Regions from separate parts of the Mus musculus genome. Here region 2 is linked to region 1. Evidence: chromatin contacts called from public Hi-C data. All regions are on one chromosome and are shown on one strand. The core of a region is the stretch at or near the end of the contact, and the rest is flanking DNA. Distances in the headings are between cores, read along the strand shown. Region 1 overlaps Itga2 (integrin alpha 2). Region 2 overlaps Itga1 (integrin alpha 1).

Region 1 (4,733 bases), core at 820-3,319:
AGTGAGCATGGCATTGGTGACTATCCACATTCCTCAGTACACCAAGGAAAAGAACCCACTCCTGTATCTGACTGGGATACAAACAGACCAGGTAAGGACAATACACCTGGCCACACAAATAGAAGTGACCCAAGGCTTAAGGATGAGTGTGTCTGCACCTGAAAGCTGAAAAACAAGAGAGACAATATATGCATCCCAGATGCCAACAAACTAACATCAAACTTCATATGTCCTAAGAAAATCGACAACCTGCTTTAAGTGGTCAGAGGTGGTTGCAATTATTCTGTTTTTGGTAGGAGGTGATTCAAGTTGGTCAGAACCCTCCTAGGAGAGAAAACCAAGACGTGAGAGGTTTGGGTTACTATGGGCACACAGTAGGTCTAGAAAGCTGCAATTAATAGCTGGTCTTCCAGGAAGATGCTTGAAGACCAGTAGTACTCAGGCCTAGTTATCCATTTAAACCACCCCAATTACTTTTTAAAGAGAAACATCAAGGCAATGAAATCTGAATCTAAATAGAAGGCCAGACCAAGCAGCCTGGACCAAGAGATAGTGTGTGTCATAGCCAAACCTCCTAACATTGGCTCACCTTAAGTTAGGCACCTAGCTGGTCTTACAGTAGTGTTGTTTCTGTAATGTGCATAGTAAACCTAAAGGAGTTAAAGTCCTAAATAGTTCCAGAGAAAAGAATACTAAATCATTCATGATGTTTACATCTATTAATCCATCCATCCATCCATCCATCCATCCATCCATCCATCTATCTATCTATCTATCTATCTATCTATCTATCTATCTATCTATCTATCTATCTTTACTACAAATTTATCTAATGTCATACGAGCAAAGTATTAGTTCATTTTGCATCGCTACAATAAAATGCCCAAGGTTAGTCAAACTTTACAGATAAAGAGGTTTATTTAACCCCTAGTTCCTGAGATTCAGAGATAGCTGCCAGCATTATTTCATCTCTGGTGAGTGTCTCATGGTAGTTGGTATAAGAAAGAAAGAGGAAACGGAAGTTCATTGCCAAGTAGGAAACTGGAGAGAATTCTCCACCCCCCTTTTTAGGACATCCTTCCAGTTAATTAGCTGGTAGATGTTCTACTGGGACCCAACTCTTTTTTTTTTTCCTGTAGACCAGGCTGGCCTTGAACTCAGAAATCTGCCTGCCTCTGCCACCCAGCAACTCTTAAAGGTCTCATCCTCTCTCCACACTGCCACTTTAGGGACCACAGTTTTTCTTTTTATTCCTCTCTCATATATTATACCCCAATTGTAGTTTCTGTTCCCTACCTCCCCCCACTCTCCCCCTCCTGTCTCCCCTCTCCTTCAGACCCATGCCCTAAATCTCGCTCCGCCCCCCTCAGAAAATAACAGACCGCTCAACAACATCAACCAAACATAGCATAATGAGCTACAATAAGACCAGGCACATGCAATCACATCAAGGCTGGACAGGGCAATCCTGTAGGCAGAGAAGAGTCCCAGAAATAAAGTCAAGGACAGCCTCTGCTCTCACTATTAGAATTCCCATATCTACTCAGCTATAACATATATGCAGAGAACCTAGGTCAGACCCCTACAGGCTCTCTGATTCCTGCAACCGCCATGAGTCCCTGTCAGGTGGTTCTGTGGACCATATTCTTGTGATGTCCCTAACACCTCTGATTTCTCCAATCCTTCCTCTGCCTCCTCAGCAAGACTCCCAGAGTTCCTCAATGTTTGTCCATGGTTCTCTGCATCTGTTCCATCAACTGATGGATGAAGACTCTCTGGTCTCTTTGATGGTGATTTAGCTAGGCTCTGGGGGGATGGGGTAGGACTACTCTTTTAATGTGGTGAACTATGAAGTACAAACCACATTGAAATCATGACAGGTTGTGAGAAGCTGGCCTGCCTTATCAGGTCACATCAGCTCACTGCAACAGTTGAGCCTTTACTGAAAGAACAAAAGATTTGGCCACTGGGCCTCTGAGAAAGGAGCCTAAGGGCCCCACCCTGCACCCCACATGTCAGCAGGATTTCCTGGCAGGCTGAAAACACTGACAACTACCGCTTTGCTTTCCAATTCTGATGTGGTGTTCTTCTCTGTAGGCTGGCGACATCAGCTGCACAGCAGAAATAAATCCACTCAAGCTACCACACACCGCCCCTTCTGTATCTTTCAAGAATGAAAACTTCCGGCATACGAAAGAATTGGTGAGGAGAGAGCGATGTTACACCAAGCTTGCCTTTAGGGATCTGGTGTTTGTTGGAATCGTGACTCTTACTTTACCCCAGCAGCTGATACCCTAGGGCAGGGGTTCTCAACCTGTGGGTTGCAATCTATTTGGGCTCAAATGATCCTTTCATGGGGGTCGCCTAAGACCATCAGAAACATCAGGTATTTACATTATGATTCATAACAGTAAGAAAGTTACAGTTATGAGGTAATAACAAAAACTAATTTTAGAGTTGGGGGTTACCACAACATGAGAAACTGTATTAAAGGGTCACAGTATTAGGAAGGTTGAGAACCACTGCCCTAGAGAGAGTATTCTTCTGGCTTTAACGGCAAGTGTGAAGTAGGATACAGCAAATATGTTTTCAAGCTTAGGCCGGCAGTTTGCTGCAGCATCAACAGGACACATGCGGTTACTATGGAGGTGAAAGGGGGCCTAGAGAAGGTGGAGGGTGCACAGGGTCAGGGGATGGTGAGCAAAGCAGGATCAGCAGAACCAACGCCTGCTCCGCTAACCTTTAAAGCCGAGCTCTGTATGATGACTGACCCTGATCCCCATCTCTCTGCCTGCCCTCGGGGGAAGAGTTAGTGTAGCACCTAGCATGGTTCTTGGTACAGACTCAGTCACGGGGTAAGTGAGCAATAAACTCTAAGCAAGCTCTCTGCCATCCCTGCATGTGGAGTGTGTGTGTGTGTGTGTGTGTGTGTGTGTGTGTGTATGTGTGGTGAGAGAGAGAGAGAGAGAGAGAGAGGGAGGGAGGGAGAGAGGGAGGGAGAGAGAGAGAGAGAGAGAGAGAGAGAGAGAGAGAGAGGGAAGGAGAGAGAGGGAGGGAGAGAGAGAGGGAGAGAGAGGGAGGGAGAGAGAGAGAGAGGAAGAGAGAGATGTATGTGCATGCATGTGTGTCTGTGTGTCCATATGTGGCTGTATGGTACACAACAAGTATAAGGACTTGCTCGGCTGTGAATGATGCACAGGCTGGGGCACTACACGATTGCTCTCCATTGTGTTATCCTGAGACAAGGTCTCTTGCTGCACTGGATGCTCACCATTTTGCCCAGGCTAGATTGCCAGAGAGCTCTCAGGATCCACTTGTCCCTGCACTGTCTCCCCAGCACTGGACTACAGGCACACAAGCCATATGAGGCTTTTTATGTGGCTGCTGAGGACTTGAACTCTGGTCCTACTGCTTGCAAATGCTCTTACCCACTGTGCTAGCTTCCTGGCTCCCATGGACTCCTTTTAAAGAAGCTTTAGTTTGTAAATCAATTCATCATGAAATCATGTGGAATGTAGAAGACTTTCCTATATACCTCCTGTTGACACATATTCATGGATTCGTCCACCGTTGAAATCCATGATAGAGTAGTACATGTGTCACAAGTGTGACAAGTGACAGAGCTGCACTAACATGTGCTTGCCTGAAACCATTTTATACTGGGGCTCCAGTGTTCACACTATGGGGTTTGAAAACGTATAACAACCTGTTTTTGTTAATTATGGCACCGCATGGGGAGCTTAACGACCCTAAAAATCTGTTATGCTCTGTGTAGTCACATCTCCTTCTCTCCCCTAACACCTGATAACTACTGATTCGTTTACTAACATATCTTAATCTAAGAAATGCATATTAAGTTTAATAATTAAAGTATACTACCTGTTCTTTCTGTTCAATAATTTGCTTGCCTTTACATGTTAGCAACACACTGCCAATAACATGAGTTAGTTACTGTGTTTTGCCTGTATGGTCATAAATAGTAGAACGAACAGGTGAGCCCTTCTTTTCACGTATTTCTGTTATCTCCAAAGGTATCCGTATGAACAGGAAATAGCTGGGGTGGGGGTGGGGGACCTGCCAACTCACTTTACATTCTGAAACATGATACCAAAATCTCTTGAAGAAGAGTTATAAGTAGTAATACATCAGAGATTCCCCACCTGCAGGTTGTGACCCCTTTGGGGTTGAATGACCCTTTCATGGAGGTTACCTAAGAACATTGGAAAGCACAGACATTTACATTGATTCAAAATAGAGGCAAAATTAGTTATAGTTATAAAATAAATTTATGGTCTGGAGTCAGCACAACATGGAGAACTGTATTAAAGGATTGCAGCATTAGGAAGCTTGCACACCACTGCAACAGAGCCCAGCAGTGCCTGTATCCAGGGTCCTTCCTAGCACTGAGCTGTATCTTATCTTTTTGTAAAGTTTTAGCATTAGTAACACCGGTCTCTCCCCTCCTCTCTTCCCCTCTCCCTTCTCCTGTTGACTCTAATCTGAAAGGACTGCAGAACCACTTCCTGCAGTAACATCACCTGCTGGCTGAAAGACCTTCACATGAAAGCAGAGTACTTCATCAATGTGACAACCAGAGTTTGGAACAGGACCTTTGCTGCTGTAAGTACAAGCCAGATAGTAAGTTCACATACTTCTCCTGGCTTTGCCTCAGGATCATCTGGAGAGCTCATCCAGAGGTCTGTCTCTTAGATGCCACTCCAGCCACGGCATCT
Region 2 (4,080 bases), core at 963-3,462, 120 kb before region 1:
TCAGCAGCATCCTCTGAAGTTCCTAGGGGCCAATGTTCTCTGCAGTACCTGGCTTGGCCACACTGTGGTACCCAAGGCCTGGTTTCTACATTGTGCTTGGCACAGACTGGTTTCCTGGCTTAGAAGCACCTCTGATTCACCCTGTGCCTGAGGATGCCTCCTAGTTAGTGTGATGATGTCCTTCTAATTAGTGTGAGCGCTGACTGAGCTCATATGGCATGACGTTAGGGCTCAAGGACAGTCAGGCTGATATTAGGATGAGTTCCACTGACTTCATACCTCTATTTAAACCAAACAAACAAAAGGGAATTTTCACCCACCTGTTTCTAATTCCTTAGTTTGAAAAAGCCCAGATAGAAAAATAAAAACATTTCCAGAAAGTGTTGTGTTGATACCTACTTACAGCTTCTACGATTGTCTTTGCCACCCACAAACGGTCAGCTAACAAACTCTGGGCTGTCTTGCCATGTATGTTTAGTTAGTTCAAACGCCTTCCGGAAAGGCTGCACAATCGCAACTCTGACTCTATGACAGACAGAAGGAGCTAGCTCTTAGTAAGTGCTTACCATGTCCCAGGAACTCTGTTAAGCACCCTGCTTCCAAGCATCCTTGCTATTATGACCCTTAGTGTAGAAGTTGGGTCTGCTTCTTCCTCCCAGAAATAAGACCCACTCTCAAAATATATTTATAATATCTGACTAGATCATAACTTAACCCATTTATTTTAACTTAGACTTTGCCCCATGGCTGATTTCCTGTGCTCAGATACCATGCATCCAGCTCTTCACATCTTCCCAGGGCAAATCTGCCTAACATTAAATCCCAGAATTCTTTCTGCCTCCCGGATGTCCCACCTTCTAGTCTACCCTTTCCAATAGGCCATAGGGTTTTCTTTTAATTGACAGGTGCCACATCCATACAGACACAAGATATTCGCTGAACACCTCAGTCTCTAAACGAGGAATGAAGTTACAGACAAGGTTTGCATGTTTTTCAGGGCCGCAAAGACAGTAATATTCTGAATAAGAGTTTGAGTAGATATTAACTGATTCCATTCTGTGGTCCTTACAACTTTTATAGCAATACATTGTAACTGCATTTTACACCTGTAAATGTTAAAACAAAGGTAAGGAGACTTAGTGAACCATGCCCACCCCACCCCACCCCAACCCCAAGATTATCAAGGAGCGAACAACTAGATACAACTAGCATTGTTTCTAAAACCTCTGCATTTTTTAAAAATAAATTCTTTGGCTGAACAGTACAGGGTATAGGATCATGATTCCTTTGAAACATGTAAAATACTTGACTTAGAAAAAAAATTCAGAGAACATATAAAACAAAATACTACAGTTGGAAGAAAAACCATGAGAAGCAAGGACATGCCTTTTATTATTTGATTCACACGATGTCCAAGTCCCATTGCTGATGAGTCTTCATCTTACAGCTTTGTCGCCCACCCAGCATAACTTATTGATGGGAATATGGTAGTTCCCCATAGTTGGTTTCTCTCTGGAAAACTCCAGGATCCATCAACTGCTCATCAAAATATAATGCAGTATATATAATAAGATACTCTGGGAAATTTTTAAAAATTCACTTGCCTAACTTTTATCATAACACAGTGTTATGAGAATCTTATTTTATTAGTCATTATTGTTAATTTCTTACTAATTTATATCACTTTCATCATCAAAATGTACAAATAGGATAAAACAAAACTTCGTGTCTGTCACTCATTACTGCCATGTTTCAGGCACCCAGACCTGTGGATAAGGAGGACTGGTGTAGCATTACGTTTTAATCTTTTATTAATCGGTATTCATTTGTTTATTCAACACTTATTCCACATTATGCATTGACCACCTACTTCTTGCCACAGGGTATTGAACTAGGTTAATTCTATAAAGGAGAATTTATAATTCAGAAATCAAAACAGGAAAGCAACACCCTATAGAAGGTCTAGGGGGGTCACAAACTTACTTTTCGTTTTTCAATTCTTGGCTAAGATCGTCTTTGTTTAAGTTTGCTTCCCTTAGTAAAATTAATGTTTGGAGAATTTGAGTGGAAAAGTTACGATCAAGGTAGTTTCATCTGGAAGATAGACTTTTAGAAACATTTTTTAAAAAGAAGACAGCTGGCTGGGAAGGGGCGGGTTTTGAGAGGAAGGCGAGCCAATTGACAAACGGCTGGGGAGAACCGGAAGAAGGTGGATCTTAAATACTTGGCTCCCCTCTGGAGAAGCCTCTGATTTACTCTCACCTCAGGGCAGGTGCGGAGCTTCTGTGGTTGCCACCCAGGAAATGACTGGTGTTCAGGAAAACACAAAGTCACAGCAGCTTTCACCATCACTTGTTCATACCACCCCTTACCTCGTCTTCTAGCAACTACGTCCTGGCGGACCACAGCCCTGGCTAACGTCCTAACATGGAAATGCATATTTTTCATCATTTGCTCCTTTAAGCCCTCTAGTGCTCAGTCATTAAGTGTGTAGTCCCCGACTATGAAGATCACTCGGTTAGTAAGGTGCTCAGCTACAAGTCAAGTAACACCCCACGAGCCCGCCCGCCCAAGACACACAAAACCCAGTTCGGCTTGTGAACTGGTGAAAGATAGCTTAGCATCTGCATTCTACATGCCTGGTTCAGTTTCCAGTACCCATACTTCTGGCCTCTGAGTGCACTAGCTCTCACGTGTGTGGTCCCACACACAGACACACACAGAGACATACCTTTATACACGAAGAAATTGAATCTTTTTTAAAGGTTATGCATATTGGCATGTGGCTGTTATGTGTTTATAGTCCCAGCACTGAAAGTGGAGACAGAAGGTCCCCACCCACACCTACACCCACTCTGTCTCCCCACTCCCACCCCCAGGCTCTCTGGCTTTTTCTGGCTAGTCTAATAGGCCAATGGAAAAAAATGCCATCTGCAAAAGCAAAAGGAACTATGCCCAAGTGTGACTTCTGGCCTCTGCCTGCAAGCAGATTTCACCACCCCTCCTCAAACATCCACAGGAGCATGCGAATTCACATCAGTACAGACCTGTAGATCCATGTGATAAGGATATAATTCATTTGCAAATAATTAACTCACTCAAATTTTTTAAAAAGTTAGGGCGCACAATTTTTAAAAGCTGCTCCCCTGGGACTTGGTTTTTAATTTAAACATTGGGTTTTAAAGAAGATTAAATTATTTAAATGGGATTTAACTTATTCAATAAATTAAAAAGTAAGATTAGATAACTTCCAAATGCTTATCTCGTGTCAATTGTCTTTGTTTTCTCTATAATTGAAATAAATATAAGACTGAGAAGTTTTTTGCTGATGGTTCAATAACAGAGAACAATAAAATGTGACTTACGTTAACCACTACATGATTTTCCCCCTTATAGTCAATAGTTCTATTTTCTTTTTTATTTTGTTTTGTTTTTGTTTTTTTATTAGATATTTTCTTTATTTACATTTCAAATGTTATCCCCCTTTCCTGGTTTCCCCTCCAAAAACCCCCAATCTCCTCCCCCCTCCCAACCCACCCACACCCGCTTCCTGGCCCTGGCATTCCCCTACACTGGGACATAGAACCTTCACAGGACCAAGGGCCTCTCCTTCCATTGATGGTCGACTAGGCCATCCTCTGCTACATATGCAGCAGGAGCCATGAGTCCTACCCTGTATACTCTTTGGTTGGTGGTTTAGTCCCTGGAAGCTGTGGGGGTACTGGCTAGTTCATATTGTTGTTCCTCCTATGGGGCTGCAAATCCCTTCTTCAGCTCCTTGGGTCCTTTCTCTAGCTCCTACATTGGGGACCCTGTGCTCAGTCCAATGGTTGGATGTGAGCATCCATCTCTGTATTTGTCAGGCACTGGCAGAGCCTAATGATTCTATTTTCATAAGTAAACGACATGGGGTCTTTTGAGAAACTTCTGGCAACCTTGTGTGCAGCACTCTGACCTGCTTAGATTAATTCAGGAAATTCAGACATCTCCCTGATACCTGTCTGTGGCCATCTAGCAAGCTAGCTGTGAACTCTAAGAATCTTAATTTGTGACCATTGTTTATTGGATGGAAAATTTTCT

What was found. Hi-C and Micro-C count contacts between places; a contact is called where the count stands out from the background.
Region 2: a contact with region 1 is called in a Hi-C map of the HPC-7 cell line, with 2.6 times the contacts expected there. The contact joins two enhancer-like sites. A contact is called at or near these places in 1 of 39 promoter capture datasets (embryonic stem cells), 8 of 15 datasets of contacts at CTCF or cohesin (CD8 T cells, the G1E-ER4 cell line, the NIH/3T3 cell line and 4 more), 237 of 484 Hi-C or Micro-C datasets (the AML12 cell line, the AtT-20 cell line, B cells and 120 more), 37 of 115 datasets of contacts at active chromatin or transcription factors (CD4 T cells, CD8 T cells, DN3 thymocytes and 28 more) and 2 of 9 other capture datasets (embryonic stem cells and embryonic tail).

What each region holds. Positions count from the first base shown.
Region 1 is chr13:114,843,302-114,848,034 of GRCm38.p6, reverse strand. It overlaps Itga2 (integrin alpha 2), which reads left to right. Exons shown (of 30, transcript NM_008396.3): 25 at 1-91; 26 at 2,098-2,202; 27 at 4,507-4,620. Among named protein-coding and RNA genes, the nearest start is that of Mocs2, 27 kb to the right of the region's middle. Within about 2 kb of position 2,069, at least 51 of the 459 cell types and tissues checked have an H3K27ac peak or open chromatin away from gene starts, as enhancers often do.
Region 2 is chr13:114,960,448-114,964,527 of GRCm38.p6, reverse strand. All of the region lies in intron 28 of Itga1 (integrin alpha 1), which reads left to right. Among named protein-coding and RNA genes, the nearest start is that of Itga2, 30 kb to the right of the region's middle. Within about 2 kb of position 2,212, at least 3 of the 459 cell types and tissues checked have an H3K27ac peak or open chromatin away from gene starts, as enhancers often do.